Linked DNA regions of Rattus norvegicus: region 1 is linked to region 2. The links are chromatin contacts, called in public Hi-C maps. All regions are on one chromosome and are shown on one strand. The core of a region is the stretch at or near the end of the contact, and the rest is flanking DNA. Distances in the headings are between cores, read along the strand shown. Region 1 overlaps Hivep2 (HIVEP zinc finger 2). Region 2 holds the start of Hivep2 (HIVEP zinc finger 2).

The links. A called contact is a pair of places that touch in the nucleus more often than the background predicts.
Region 1: a Hi-C map of mammary epithelial cells shows a contact between it and region 2, with 2.8 times the contacts expected there. The contact joins the enhancer-like site here to the promoter of Hivep2 in region 2. A contact is called at or near these places in 4 of 12 Hi-C or Micro-C datasets (the A7r5 cell line, the Rat2 cell line, kidney and 1 more).

The regions. Positions count from the first base shown.
Region 1 is chr1:10,232,040-10,238,912 of GRCr8, forward strand. All of the region lies in intron 1 of Hivep2 (HIVEP zinc finger 2), which reads left to right. Among named protein-coding and RNA genes, the nearest start is that of Hivep2, 56 kb to the left of the region's middle. Within about 2 kb of position 4,387, at least 27 of the 93 cell types and tissues checked have an H3K27ac peak or open chromatin away from gene starts, as enhancers often do. A contact at or near this core is called in the A7r5 cell line, where this site is marked.
Region 2 is chr1:10,174,955-10,181,614 of GRCr8, forward strand. Hivep2 (HIVEP zinc finger 2) reads left to right here and starts at 4,448. Exons shown (of 9, transcript NM_024137.1): 1 at 4,448-4,678.

The sequences.
Region 1 (6,873 bases), core at 3,137-5,636, 57 kb after region 2:
GGAGTGCCTGCCGTGGTCAGCTTCGGGATTCATTAAACCCACTCACTACTGGCTTTGTACATTTCTGTACAGTGGTTTGGGAGGACTTAGGGATAGTTGATGTGTTTACCCAAAGAAGAACAGTGAAAGCTAAAACCCAAGGTCACTGCCGTGGCGTTAGAGAGAAGATAGGCAAAAGGGAGAGGAAGCTTGATCAAACTGGCTAGTGTGGTGATGTGGGAGCTGAGGAGTAAAGCTGGGACGAGGGTAACTCTCACTGTTCACCATTGGTGCCTGAATGTTCAGCCTTATCACTGGAAGTGAGATAGGGGTGACAGGTGAAGTGTGTGTGTGTGTGTATGCGTGTGTGTATGCGTTTGAGTATGTGTGTGTGTGTATGCGTGGGAGTATATGTGTGTGTGAATGTGTATGTAAGTGTATGTATGTATGTGTGTGTATGTGTATGTATTCATGTGTGTATGTGAGTGTGTGTATGTGTATGTGAGTGTGTGTATGTGTATGTGAGTGTGTGTATCTGTGTATGTGTATGTATGCGCTCATGTGCGCACGTGTGTGTATATGTATGTGTATATGTCTGAGTATGTGTGTATATGGGTGTGTGTGTATGTGAGTGTGTGCATGTATGTGCTCACATGTGTATCCGTGTATGTGCTCATGCGTGCACATGTGTGTATGTGTATGTCTGAATATGTGTGTGTATATGTGTGTATGTGAGTATGTGTATGAGTGTGAGTATATGTGTGTATGTGTGTATATGCATGTGTATATGTGAGTGTGAGTGTGTATCTGTGTATGTGTGTATGCACTCATGTGCACACGTGTGTGTATGTGTATATGTCTGAGTATGTGCATGTGTGTGTGTGTGTGTGTGTGTGTGTGTGTGTGTGTGCTTTAATGTGTACATTTCAGGTTGGAAAAGAAGACAGCAACTAATTTGAATTCAGCCCTTAACATATTCAGTAAGCAATTTCATTTGCCACCTTCAAAAGGCTGCTTTTAAAAAATGAGATATTTCAAGTATACGAAAAAAAAATTGAAAGCAAATTCCACTCAGATCCTGAGACTGACAGGGACAACTGTCCCTTTAGTATAAATTATCTATCTGTCCTTGGTTTAGCATGGTATATCGAACGGTGACATATTTTGCTGCTTTTGGATACAGTTGAAACACAGAGTAAGATTTCCTGCCATCATTTCCCATTTGTGATACATAGGATTATGCCAGCCTTCCGTCATGGTGACAGATATCAAGAGGAATGCTTCTACAGGAGGAGGGATTCACTTTGCTCCCAATTAGAGAAGTTTTAGTCTTTCATGGCATGGAAGGTGTGACAGAGTAAAGCAACTGACCCCAGGGTGCCCGGGAAGTGGGGGAGGGAGGAACTCCTAGCAGCTTTTCCCATGTGTCCCACTGGGACCCCGAGTTTATCAAATGATGTCATCCACCATCAAGGCAGATCCTTCCCACCAGTGAATTGTCTCTGGAAACATCTCATCAGAGACACACATAGCCATGTTCTACTAATCTCCTAAGCTTTTTTATTAATCCTACCAAGACTAACTGCTCCAGGATGGACTTAAAAATGGCTTCTGGAGAGTCTAACGCTGAGGAAGGAAATATTCCCTTGTCTAGCTCTTATGCTATGCTGGCTTGTGCTTGCCTCTGTGCGTCCAGTTCTATACAGACAGTTAAGACATCTGATCTTAGGTTAGAGAGCTAATGGCTGTGGTTATTTTTAAAAAACTTGTTTCAGAAGATTAAAATCAGTTGCTTTCTAAGTTGTACATTGGCATTTGAAACACTTAAGCTATAACTCTTACTTGTTTTTATTATTTATTTATATATTTACTTATTTTTTACTTTGAGAGAGAGTTTTGTCTGTGTAGCCCTGACTGGCCTGGAGCTCACTGTGTAGACCAGGCTGGTCTTGAACTCATGGAGAGCCTTTTGCCTCTGCCTCCTGAGTGTATTACCATGCCCAGCTGAAGATTCATTTATTTTATGTTTAGGAGTGTTTAGCCTGCATGTGTACCTACCTGTGCATTACCTGCGTTCCTGGTGCCCGTGGAGGCCAGAAAAGGGTGCCAGATCCTTTGGAACTGGAGTTCCGATTTGTTGGGAGTTGCTGCCACGTGGGTACTGGGAAACAAACTTGGGTCATCTGGAAGAGCAGCCAATGCTCTTAACCATAGGGCCACCTCTCCAGTCCCAGCTGTGCTTTCTTTAAGCTCTTAAGTTGCTGTACACGATGCAGGAAGTGATGTCACGAATTGAAATATGAAGCCCGTCACGATAGTGTAGTTCCTAATCTACAAGTACGCAAGTTCCCTTTTCTTACAAGAAGAAGTGCTTTGCTGGTAGCAACTTTAATTCCGTGATGGATATGGAGTCGTTAAAACCAGGCCTGAGGATGTAATAGCTCATGGGAGTCAGTCTTGTTCCCTGTGTTGCCAGGTGCTGTGTCCATGCGGTTGGAAACAAGGCTTATGAGGCACTTGCCATTGGTTGACTTGTCCATGCGTAGACCAACATGACTGAAGGCGATCATGTCTATGAAGTACGATGAAACCTGGATATTTCTGCTCCTTTCGAGCTATTTAAAAGCCACGAGCTTGTATACAATTAATGGGAATCATCTTGGTTTCTGAGTCATTAAATTATAGAGCACTATCATTTTGAAAAAGCGGATTATGTCTCATCTGATTATTTTTTTCGATTTTTAAATTTGCTTTATTGTTTGCTATCAAAAGCAAACAGTGGAATTCTGTGAAATGAGGCCCTCCCCCGTGTTTAGGTTGCCCCCTGGTCTCGCATCTAATACAGGTGCTAATGCTTGAGGTGTTTGGACCGGCGCAGTGCGGATGACGTAAGTGATGGAGGTACACATCTGCTTCTTCCGCATTGCGTAGTGATACTCAACAGTGGGCACCGTGAACATTTCCGTTCAGAGTCTGTAAACTAGGCCACATACTGTCGACACATATGCACAGGAGAGGAACTTGAGCACCCTGTGAAAAAATCTTTGAACTAAAAATAATTTTCACCTGTATTTATAGCCCTGCTATCATACTTGAGGAAAGTGGTGGAGAGCTTACCAGAAGAGGAAGGTGTCACCTTTGCAGTTCCAGAGAAGTCAGACACTTCTACACGAAAGCCCAGAATGCTCTGTCAAAGTGACAGCCTTGTTGCTAAGAGCCCTTTGCTCGCCCCGTAGGCAGGACAGCCGGTAACATTAGGTACCAGAGATGCACTCCGTCAGACTCGTTCTGTATGGCTGATAATTTGCACGGTAGCGATGGAAATGTGTGCATCATTAGGAGAATTGCCAAGTAAGGCTAACGAGGGGGAGGGCACAGCAAGTAGGCGAGGTGTTCAAATCCTGAGGCAGAATTTTTGGCTCTGTCATAGCCAGTTTCCTTCATTGTTCACCGTGGTGACACATTTGCTTAAAGGAAACTTGTGCGGGGACATTTTTAGATATTTAAATAGAAAATATGCCAAAACCCAGCCTTTGCTGATCTGCAAGTTCTGCTGGTAGCAAGCTGTGCATATGTTTGAGTAGGATGGAGAAGGAACAAATAACTTGACTGTTATTATAATTGTGATACATGTAAAATGATATTTTCCAATAATAATAATAATAATAATAATAATAATAATGACCTAACAATTCGGGCTTTATGTCATCGTTAATACATTAATATCTTGTCACTTGCTCGGTTAAGATATTATCATTCCTTACTTTCATGCACCCATTTATCGAACAGTGGTCATGCTTATGAGTTATTATGAGTTATTAACCCTAATTAGCACCTAAATGCTCCACATGCAGCAGGTGTATGTAACACACGCCATAATTATTTCTATAAATGATCCAACCGCTTCTGAACAATCGTAATTGCAAAGATAGTGAGCAAAATGTCCACTTCTTTGGTCTACCTTGTCATTGAGTTTTATCCCACTTAAAAGCACGTTTTTCAAAAGACAAAAGATGCCTAACTGCCGTTTGCATTATTTTCCTACCTTTGATTCAGGAAGCAATCACGGTTATGTATCTCCCGACTGGTTGAGTCTAATGTTTTGGGGCCAGGTGTGTCATAAGCGAAAATCGTCGTTTGAAAGTTGTGAGTAGAATTAGCAACAATGTGTCATTTTGTGAGACGGCTGATTGGCGCTGTCTGATGCTTTGAGAGGGATGCTAACGTTTACTAAACAGCTTGTTGTGGTGGGAGCATAGTTAAAGCAACTATTCCTGGTTCTGTCTGTTGAACTTAAAACTTCAGCCCCTTACTGTGGCACGTTGACTTCAGGTCTGTTGTAAGAAAGTCTAAATGTAGGCTGTTGAATAATCCCTTTGAGGGCCCTGTGACTATTTTTATGCCTGGATATGCGTCATCAGTGGGTATTTTCTCTGGTGACTCGCTTACATCAAGTCTCCTTCCATACATTCTACCAGCGAGTGACTTATGATTGATGGGAACCACGGCTGTTGTTTAGCTTGATCTGTGACCTCAGCGAATGGACAGCAGGAATTTCCAGCCTGTTAAATTCCCTGCATGCCTGAAGACAGGGGCTCACGGTGTTGATCGAGGCAGGTAGTGAGGGATATTATTCACCAGTGATGACGGGGGGGGGAGGGACAGAAGAAGGAGGGAGAGGGAGGAAGAGGGGAAGGGAGGGGAATTCCTTTTGTGAGCAGCGGTCTCCCTGGCTCAACCCGTTCCTTAGCTCTTCTCCGTGGCTGCCCGTGGGGAAAGGTGCATTTCCGGGACCCGAGAGAAAGTGGATAGTTAGAACCCCCCGCTGTGGGCTGCACGGGGGAGGGGGAACAACTCTGGGCTGGGTAGAGCAGCATAGGACTCTTTAATTAGTTAAGGGGTTGCCTTTCAAATCGGCTGGATTGATCCAAGAGCTGCTAAGTTGTTGTTGGTTTTTTTTTTTTTTAACCACGAATAAGAGCAGAGGTTTTAAATTTTAAGATGTTCAGTAAGCACAATGGTAAGGATTTTGTGTTGGCTTGTCCATCTGGCACTGATTTTTTTTTTTTTAACCTGCACCTTATTTTGACAAGCTATGGAGAAGAGAGCTGTGCGTTTGTGTATATGTGTGGAAATAAACGATAGCTAGCACACAGGACTTTTTTTTTTATTTGCTTTCTTTACTTTTTTTTTCTTCCAAACGTGTGTAAGATTACTGAACTGTAGCGAGATTGGACCCACTATCTAAAAAGCTGTATGTCCTTTCTCCAAGTCTGTCTGTCTGTCTGTCTGTCTGTCTGTCTGTCTGTCTGTCTGTCTCCCCACCACTTCTTTCCTCCTCTTTATCTTACCTTCCTGTTTTTATCATTCCCTCCTGCTACTTGTTTGCAAAAGTGATTCCCAATTTCCTGTAGAGTGAAGGGAGGCGGGGCTTAAGCAGGTGGGTGGGGGTCACATGGGAGGCAGGGCTGCCTCTGTGGGTGGTGAGCTTTCTGGTGATGACTTTGGTTTCTTTAAATGCCAATTAGACAAAATGTAAACAGTCTTTTTACTGAAATGCAATTATAACATTTACTCATTTAGGTAGAATTACTTTTCTGGTCTTTTAAGATGTTTTCCACAATGAAAAGAAATTACTGATTTTTTTCCTTACCAATTCTGTTACCTGCCCCTTTCCCAAATAAGGGCATTTTTCTCTTAATGTAACATTACCAGTATTGCTGCAACAACTTTCCTGATGATTTGCCTCCTAGGAACCAAATTAGGAGAAAATCCCAGACTCTAGTACCCCGAGAGAGATGTGTGGGGTGAAGAAACCGGAAGGATTTTGTTCATAGCCCTTTGGCTTCATTCTGTTCCGTGAAGTGGGCATGGGACATTTTGTAATTATTTTTGCCTCTTCTTTTCAAATGAGCCCTCCTAATGGCAAAAATCTATCACCTGCCAAGTCATATTGTTTCAGTTTGGGTCATTTAAAATTCAAATGACGGTAGGAGAAAGAAAGAGAGGCGCTGGGTGCCACTGCAAAGCTCACCTACCAAAGCACTTTTCCCTTTGAAAACTTGCTCCTTGGAGAAGCAAGGTGACTCACACAGCACGCAATTTATCACTCGAAAACTTGTGAGAGATTGAAATTCAGAGCTATGGGTTTTGAGTCACTGATAATATAATGAATTAAGCTTTCATAATGCATCTGCTTAGAAAGGAATCATTTAAACATGGGCGGAGCCCACTCTTGGTTGGTTTCATTGAAATATCTCCAAGGTGCCACTGGCAACACGGTTTGCTTATTGATGAGTGACACTGTGTGGAAAGATGGGTCTGAAGGGTAAGGTGCTCCCATTCCCCTGTGCTCTGTGGTGTGGGGGATGTTCTGAGAAGGAATACAGTTCTTCTCCCTTTCTTTAAAATGAATGTCCGCTTTTATATGAGAGGACTGGGAGTGCAGAGCCAAACACGGAGGAGGGTTATGTATTTTTTCGTTAAAAATACATTTCACAGAAGATTATAATTTGTGTGGGAGGGAATAGCTGCTTGTCCCTTGACTGCATTGTGCTTATTCCACACAAGAACTGGTTGAGTTTGAACAGGATAGCCTCGTTTTGGTAATCTGATGACAGGTTCTGTTTGGGAAAGAGAATATGATTTTGAGGCTACATGCTAATGGGTAAGAGTAATCGTTCTCTCTTTTGGCAGAGCTTAGCACGGAATCTGCTTTGGCCTTTTTGTAACTACATATATGCAGATCTATCTTTCCTCCTCAGCACCCTTTTCTCTCTTCGTGAAGGATGATTTCTGTCATCTTCAGCATTGGGAAACTCTAAAGGTGGAAGATTTAATAACATGCGTTTGATGCGCAAACGTAAGTTAGAGCAAGATCCTGGCTGCAAATGG
Region 2 (6,660 bases), core at 3,198-5,697:
TTTTTTTCTTTCCACAGGATAAAAAACTATGTGTGCCCAGACCTATTAGTATTTTAGTTTCTTAACACCTCACAAGGCAGATTGCTAACTTAGAAAATGCGAAATGCAGAGAGCAGGGTGAGTGTTGGGGTGGAAATTCTGCCTGGTTGTTGGTGCTCCAGCAGGGTCCAGTGTGCCTTATTTATCCTCACTTCCCATGGGGCTTTTCTTATGGGTAGCATGCAGTTTTCTAACCAACATCATCTTTAGCTTTGGAGGAAGAGATTTTTTTCTCTCCTATCCATCTTTGTAAGCAGACAAATATCCAGATTGTGAGCAGTGTGCACGGGATATAGATGTACAATATGGGTTATAAAAGAGATTTGCTTAGAAGGCATGGGTGGTACGATCATTCCAAGAGAAGCTGAAAAGGCAGGCCAAGGAGGTGAAACCTGTGGGGCTGGTGAGTATGATGGGGGTGGGGGAGACAGGAGCCCCAAAGTGCCTTTTATCGGAGTCCCATGGGCATCTGGCTTTGAAATGGTGAGCACTGGTTTGCATTCTGTACACAGTGGCTTGCATGAAGCAAATCGTGGGCCTATTAGAGAGAAAGCAACGATTGATGAACAGAAAATAGTGTTGTTCCAGTTGATACTCCAGTTATTGGCAGTTTACTTGTCTTAAAGCAGAACTGTGGTTCAGTCCTTGGGCCAGGAATTCCGGAGGCTAACTTCTGCCCCTCCCTCCCACAGGGTCACCTGTTAGCTGGCATTATCCTTGATACATACTTTCAACAGTTGTCAATTCGACAACTCAGTCCAGACTATCTTCCTTGAAGCTTGATGATTTTCAGACAAAGCAATCATTGAAAAAAGTGTCAAAGACTGATTAGAGACAATGTTTCCAGTGGTCCTTCTGTTGTAGGATTAGACCTTCCTGTTTCTACATTGTCTCCCTTTTAAAGTAGCACTTCAACTACTCATTTACCTGAATATAGTAGAATTCACCATACCCTACTTTATTTAGCCTTTTAAAGAGCTCTAAGACTTCAAGTAACATTCATGCCACCCAAGCAAAGCTGCCCGCTACTCTGTTTGCTCAGTTCTGAGTGCTTGGGCAGCTGCTGTGTTGTGTTTGCTGAAGGGAAATTGGATTCTTAAAGAAACTGAGTAATCTCTATTAAGCAATTAAATAAAACGGACTTTCGGCACATTTAGCAGGTGGGCTGGAAAGCAGGGGAGAAAACTTTTTGAAAATCACATTTGGATTTTAAATAGACATTTAAAGATATAACTTAAAATGCTGCTTGGTAGATTTTTTTTCTATTAAGGCTTTTTAGTTAAGGCAAAGGGAGCTGAATATCAAGGAACTTGCACAGTGAAAGGAGAGGCTGCTTAAAAGGAAGCAGGCCCTGAGTTTGAGATCCATCTAAAAAAAAAAAAAAGTGAAGTTTATCCCGTATCTCCAGATTTTCTTCTCCTAAAAATGATTAAAAGTGCATTTTGTAGAGTCGCTCTTCACAGCGATGCTGTCACAACATGGAGACTCTCATAATACTGTTTATAGGTCAAAACGAAAACCAAAACCAAAACGAAACCAAAGGCGTTATTCTCCAACTCATTTAAAGAGGCGGTCCTTCCTTTTTAATATATGCATTTGTAATGAGAAGGGTAACGATTTTTTTTAAGTGTCTTGACGTTTGGTAACTGCGAAAACTGAGACTGGAGACCTAAAACATCTCATAGTTATTACCTGCCTTAAAGCAGAGCCACAGTTCAAGTCTCAGGCCTGGAATTCCAGAGGCTAATTTCCACCCCTCCCACGGAGTCACCTGCTCCGGGGGAACCCCGGCCAGAAAGCTGGGTCGCGCCAGGTCAAATCTTGTGCGTCTCTTGTTTACTCCGCCCCAGGCTGGGCGGTGGCGCGGACAGGCGGGTGGGGAGAGGGTGCTACAGCCCCGGGTGCGGAGGGACGCTTGGATCCAAAGGGTGGGTGGCGCGCGGTCGAGCCCTGCGTTGTGCCCACCCGGAGGAGGCGCTCCGGGAGCCGGCACCGCCCAGAAGCCAGAGTCTGCGCTCCGGCGCAGCGACCTCCTGGGAACCTCCCTTGAGGGTGCACACGAGTCCACACACGCTGGGTAACGGCCCGAGGGAGCCCCGGTGTCCCCCGGGTGTTGCCGGGCTGGGGAGGAAGCCAGAGTCCCGGCCCCTACTCGCTTGGGATTCCCTTCCCCTCCCCCCGCCCCGCCCAGCTCTCCCAGGGCTGGGTGTGATTTCAGTCCCTAGCAGGGAACCAGAAGCGCGCAGCTGGAGGTGGCAGCTCGCCCCCTTTGCCCGCGCGGCCCCCCAGGAAGCCGGCAGCTGCTCCCTGCGTCTCAGCCCTAGCCTATTTGAATACCCGGACGAGGGCGGGCGGCTTCCTGAGCAGGGTGCACCCGGGGCGCCCTGGGGAGTGACCCCGGGGGAAAAGCAACTGGGGCATTTCGAGCGCGTGAAAACTTCGTGCTTCCGCCGGGGCACGGAAAATGCTAGTGAAACACATTTGAGAGTTCCAGGGGCTGCAGCAAAAAATTTTCCCCCTCAATTGATAACAAAATCGTGAGTGCAGTCGGAAGGTGAAGAGGCGAGAGATCCCTGGTACCCGGGCAAAATGTAAGGATCCCACTGATACCTAATTTCCTTCCCTAGGAAGGCAAGGAACCAGTACGTGGGAAGAGGGGTAGAGAGGGAAGGGGATGGGCACGGAGGTTTCCACACCCTAGTAGGAAATTCTCAGACTGCTCAGACGTCCCAGTGTTTCTGCGTGGCAAGCTGATACCCGCTCTCAGGGGAGATCTCGGCTCCGAGGGAAGGAAGGGCGACCGCGACCTTCCCTACCCGCGCACCCGCAGCGGGGCAGCGGGGCCAGTCCGGGTCGCTGGGCGCACCGCACATCCTTCGCCCGCTGGCCGGCTCCAGACTGGTTTTTCTGGTTCAGCCTCCCTCCCAGGGACGCGCTGGGGGATCCGATGACGTCGCTGGCTGAGTCTCTCCCTCTTCCTCCCTCCCTTCCCTCGCCTCTCCCCCGCCCGCCCTCGCCGCGCACTCCTCCTAGTAACTTCTGTTCGGGGAGGCGCTGCCAGGAATAACCCGGTGCGTCCACAGCCCGGAGGGGAGGCGGCCGCTGCGGCTCCCTCACGCCGACAAACTGCGGCCCGGGTCCCGGCGGCTCGAGCCCCAGCTTGGCCGCCCTGGCCCCCGCCCTGGCTCCATCTCCTAACAGTGTCCGAAAATAAATAAATATATAAATAAAGGCAAGAGGAGCCTGGGCTGGCGGTGGGGATCGCCTCCCTCCCTCCTCCCTCCCTCCGCGCCCGCCCTCCCTCTGTCCTTAAGGAAATGCTACCAGACACCCCCCACCAGACACGCTCAGCCTGGGCGAGGAGCGGCCGCGGCAGCAAGAACAAGGGCATCGGGGGGCTTTCCTCCCCTCCTCCTCTCCCTCCTCTTCCTCCTCCTGCGCTGCTGTGACTTTACAGGTGAGCGGCCGCCGCGGCTGCGAGGATCCCCCCCACCGCCCGCCGCGTCGCGCCCTCCTTCGGCCGCTGTCACCCGGACTGCCGGGAGCTGACAGCCGCCCGAGGGGCTCGCGGCCGGGAGGCTGGCGGCCGGCGGGAGGCGGGCTGGAGGTGAGGGGGTGGAGAGCTGGAGAGCGGGGCGCCGCCGTGCGCTGTCTCTCCCCGGTGGAGGAGGGTCTCCTCAAAAAGAGAAAGAAAAAGGAAAAAGAAAAAAAAAAGACATCTTCGGTGACTGTGGCACAAGTATTTGCCAAGTTGAGTCTTGGACATTGAAGCTTGCCGGAGCTCGAGCAACTTGAAAGGTCTCCTGGCTGGGTAGCAGCCTCCCTCCACGCCTCGACTCTTGGGTACTGGGTGCAGCCCTGGGGTGCGTGGAGGGCGCACCGGCCGCCGGCAGAGCAGAGCGGCGGGAATCTAGGTCCCTTCTCGGCTCGGTAAGTGGCCTCGGTGCCGTGTTTTTCCTGCCTGCACCAGAGATCGAGCTTGTTTCACTTTACCCTGAAATCGCCTTCTCCCAACTCCATCGCCCCCTCCGTGGCGCGCGCCCCCGGCCGCTTTCCCGGTGGCCCAGGGGTAAGGGTCGGAGGGGGCGGGGATGGGGGAGACCTAGGCAAGGGGGGTCGGGCGCATTGGGAAATGCGGGGAATACCCTGGCCGAGGTTCTATGCAGATGAGGGGAGGCTGCTTTGCGTAATGTCCTGGGGGGGGAGGGGGCCGCGCGGGAGCGCTGGAGGCAGGAATGTGCCTGGTTACTAATGAGGGACGTGCACCGGCGCGCACCGCCCGGCCACCGCTGCGGCTGCCGCGGCCGGCGGCCCGTTGTCAGGTAGCGGGGGAGGGGGCGCGGCGCGGGGCTGGGGGCGGCGCGGGCGGGCGAGCGGGCGAGCGGGCGAGCGGACCGCAAGGGCCGGGCCGCCGGCCTGCGGCCGAGCGAGCGCGGCGGAGGCGCTGGCGCTGGGCAATTCGGTGACTCCTTTCTCCTCCGGAGCGAGGAAGGAAGGAAGGAGAGAAGGAAGGAAGGAAGCGAAGAAGGAGGGGACTGTCTCCATGGAAGGTTCAGGCGGAGGCGCCCTCGCCTTGCGGGTGCACCGGCCGCAGAGCAGTTCCAGCCGCCGCCGGCTGGCCCCCGGCGCGTGGAGACGGGTGGGGGCGGATTGCATGCTTGTTTGTGCTTCTGGTCGGGGGATCGGGAAGAAACATGTGTGTTTGGGCAGTGCACCGCGAGGAGCTGGGTCTGCGCCTTTATGTCTGTTCCCTGAAGTGGGTGGAACGTTGGCCCGTTCCGGGAATGTTCCATGACGTGGTGCAGCCACAGGAAGGGGGTTAACGAGGGGCTCTCTGCCGCGGCGGCTCTGCTGGCTGCTATCAAAGCAGATGTGCTGCTGCCGCCGCACCTCTCACCTCCCTTCACCCCCAACCCCCTCCTTTCCATTCTGTGCGTCTGGTGCTGGTAGGGCTAAGACAGGAAAACATAGCTTCTATATGTGCGTGCGTGCGTGTGTGTGTGTGTGTGTGTGTGTGTGTGTGTGTGTGTGTGTGTGTGTATGGTGGGGGTGATTTGTCTGTCGTATTTGGTGGGGGTACGACTCCAGATTAGCCTTGCCATCCCAGCTGTTATCACAGATCGGTGCGCTTTATACGCATGTGCCTCCCGCGTCCTGTCCCTCTTACATAACATACCCAGTGCAGCAGAGGACGGGAGAAAATGCGACCCCAACCCTCTAAGCTCAGTTTGTGTGGAGGCTAGAAGGTCGGAGAGGGTCTCTGGATGTTGTGCTGCAGGGATGCAGCTTCTAGCGGGGGGAAGAGACCGAGGGGAAGGAGCGTTTCTTGCAGTGGCTCGCCTCACTCGCCTACTTGAAAGCATCTAAGTGCAAAGGACTGCAGGAACTAGTCCTCTGAATGCGAAAGCTTTTGACTTGCGTCGCCTAGGGAAAGTGGGCGCTCTCACCTCCGGAGGCACAGGGAAGAGAAAGGGTCTGTAACACAGACGCCAGGAGGAGACCCGCAGTAACGTGCTTGGGCTGAGGGCAGAGGGGCTAGCATAGAAGGGACCAGAGGAATCTCTTGATAATAGGTTACACTGGAAACCCCAGAACACCTGTAATGGCTTAGAATTCACACAGGAAGCTGTGTGTGCAACTGACATTGCAAAACCCTTATGCTCTGCACAGTTATTTAGGCCTAAAATGAACACAGAGAGGCTTGCTTCCGGTCCTTTCATTATAATAGGAAAATTGAACTGATTTTTTTTCTTCTTTCCTTTTCTGCCATTTTAAAAATAACTCCAAATTATTAAAAAAATACTATACAGGTACTTTCTTGCACTCTCAAAGCAAGACTTCAGTAATTCACAGGAGGGCTGTTTTTGTATATATCTTGTTTTCGTCGTCGTCGTCGTCGTTGTTGTTGTTGCTGTTTTTGCCAACTCAGCCCTCATCAGGGCTGTTGTTTTTTTTTTTTTCTCTTCAACAGTTTCTTTTGCGTGAATGATCAAACCTAGAAATTACTTGAAGTATTAATAAGATCGATATTAATAAAAATTTCAGTGATCTCTCTCTGCCTAGCAAAAGGCCAGGGAACTTTATTAGACCCATTTCTTCTAGTGATAAGGATCCCATTTGCCCTTGAGCAAACCAAGTTGTTTTACGTATGTTCATGTATCGTTACATACATACGTGCTAGGATGTGTGAATGCCCGCTTGCTTATTTGTCCTATAAGCACGCCAAAATACAGTGTTACGAATTACCCAAGAGGATTGTATAATGAGCATGCCCGGTTTGAATTTTGGGATGGCGGGCCGGCAGTTTATTAAAACTGGAATGCCGTGCATGTGAATAAGGTGGAAGTCATTTTTTTATTGCTAAGAGAAAATTCTGGTGGAGCTCTGAGGAGTCATAGTATCAGATTACAACTGCATTTTTAGTTGGAGCAGGCAGGGAGTTGTCAGTAGCCACAGAATGACAGTGTGCTTCATGTGTCATAATCTCTTCGACCACTAGGCGTGAATTGGGCAGTAGAGTTCTCATTTACAGGAAAACAAATACTATGTATTACAGGGCTGACTCTTGAAAATTATCTGAGATACTTTGTTGCTTTGAGAAGAGGTGGGTCTTAACACAGA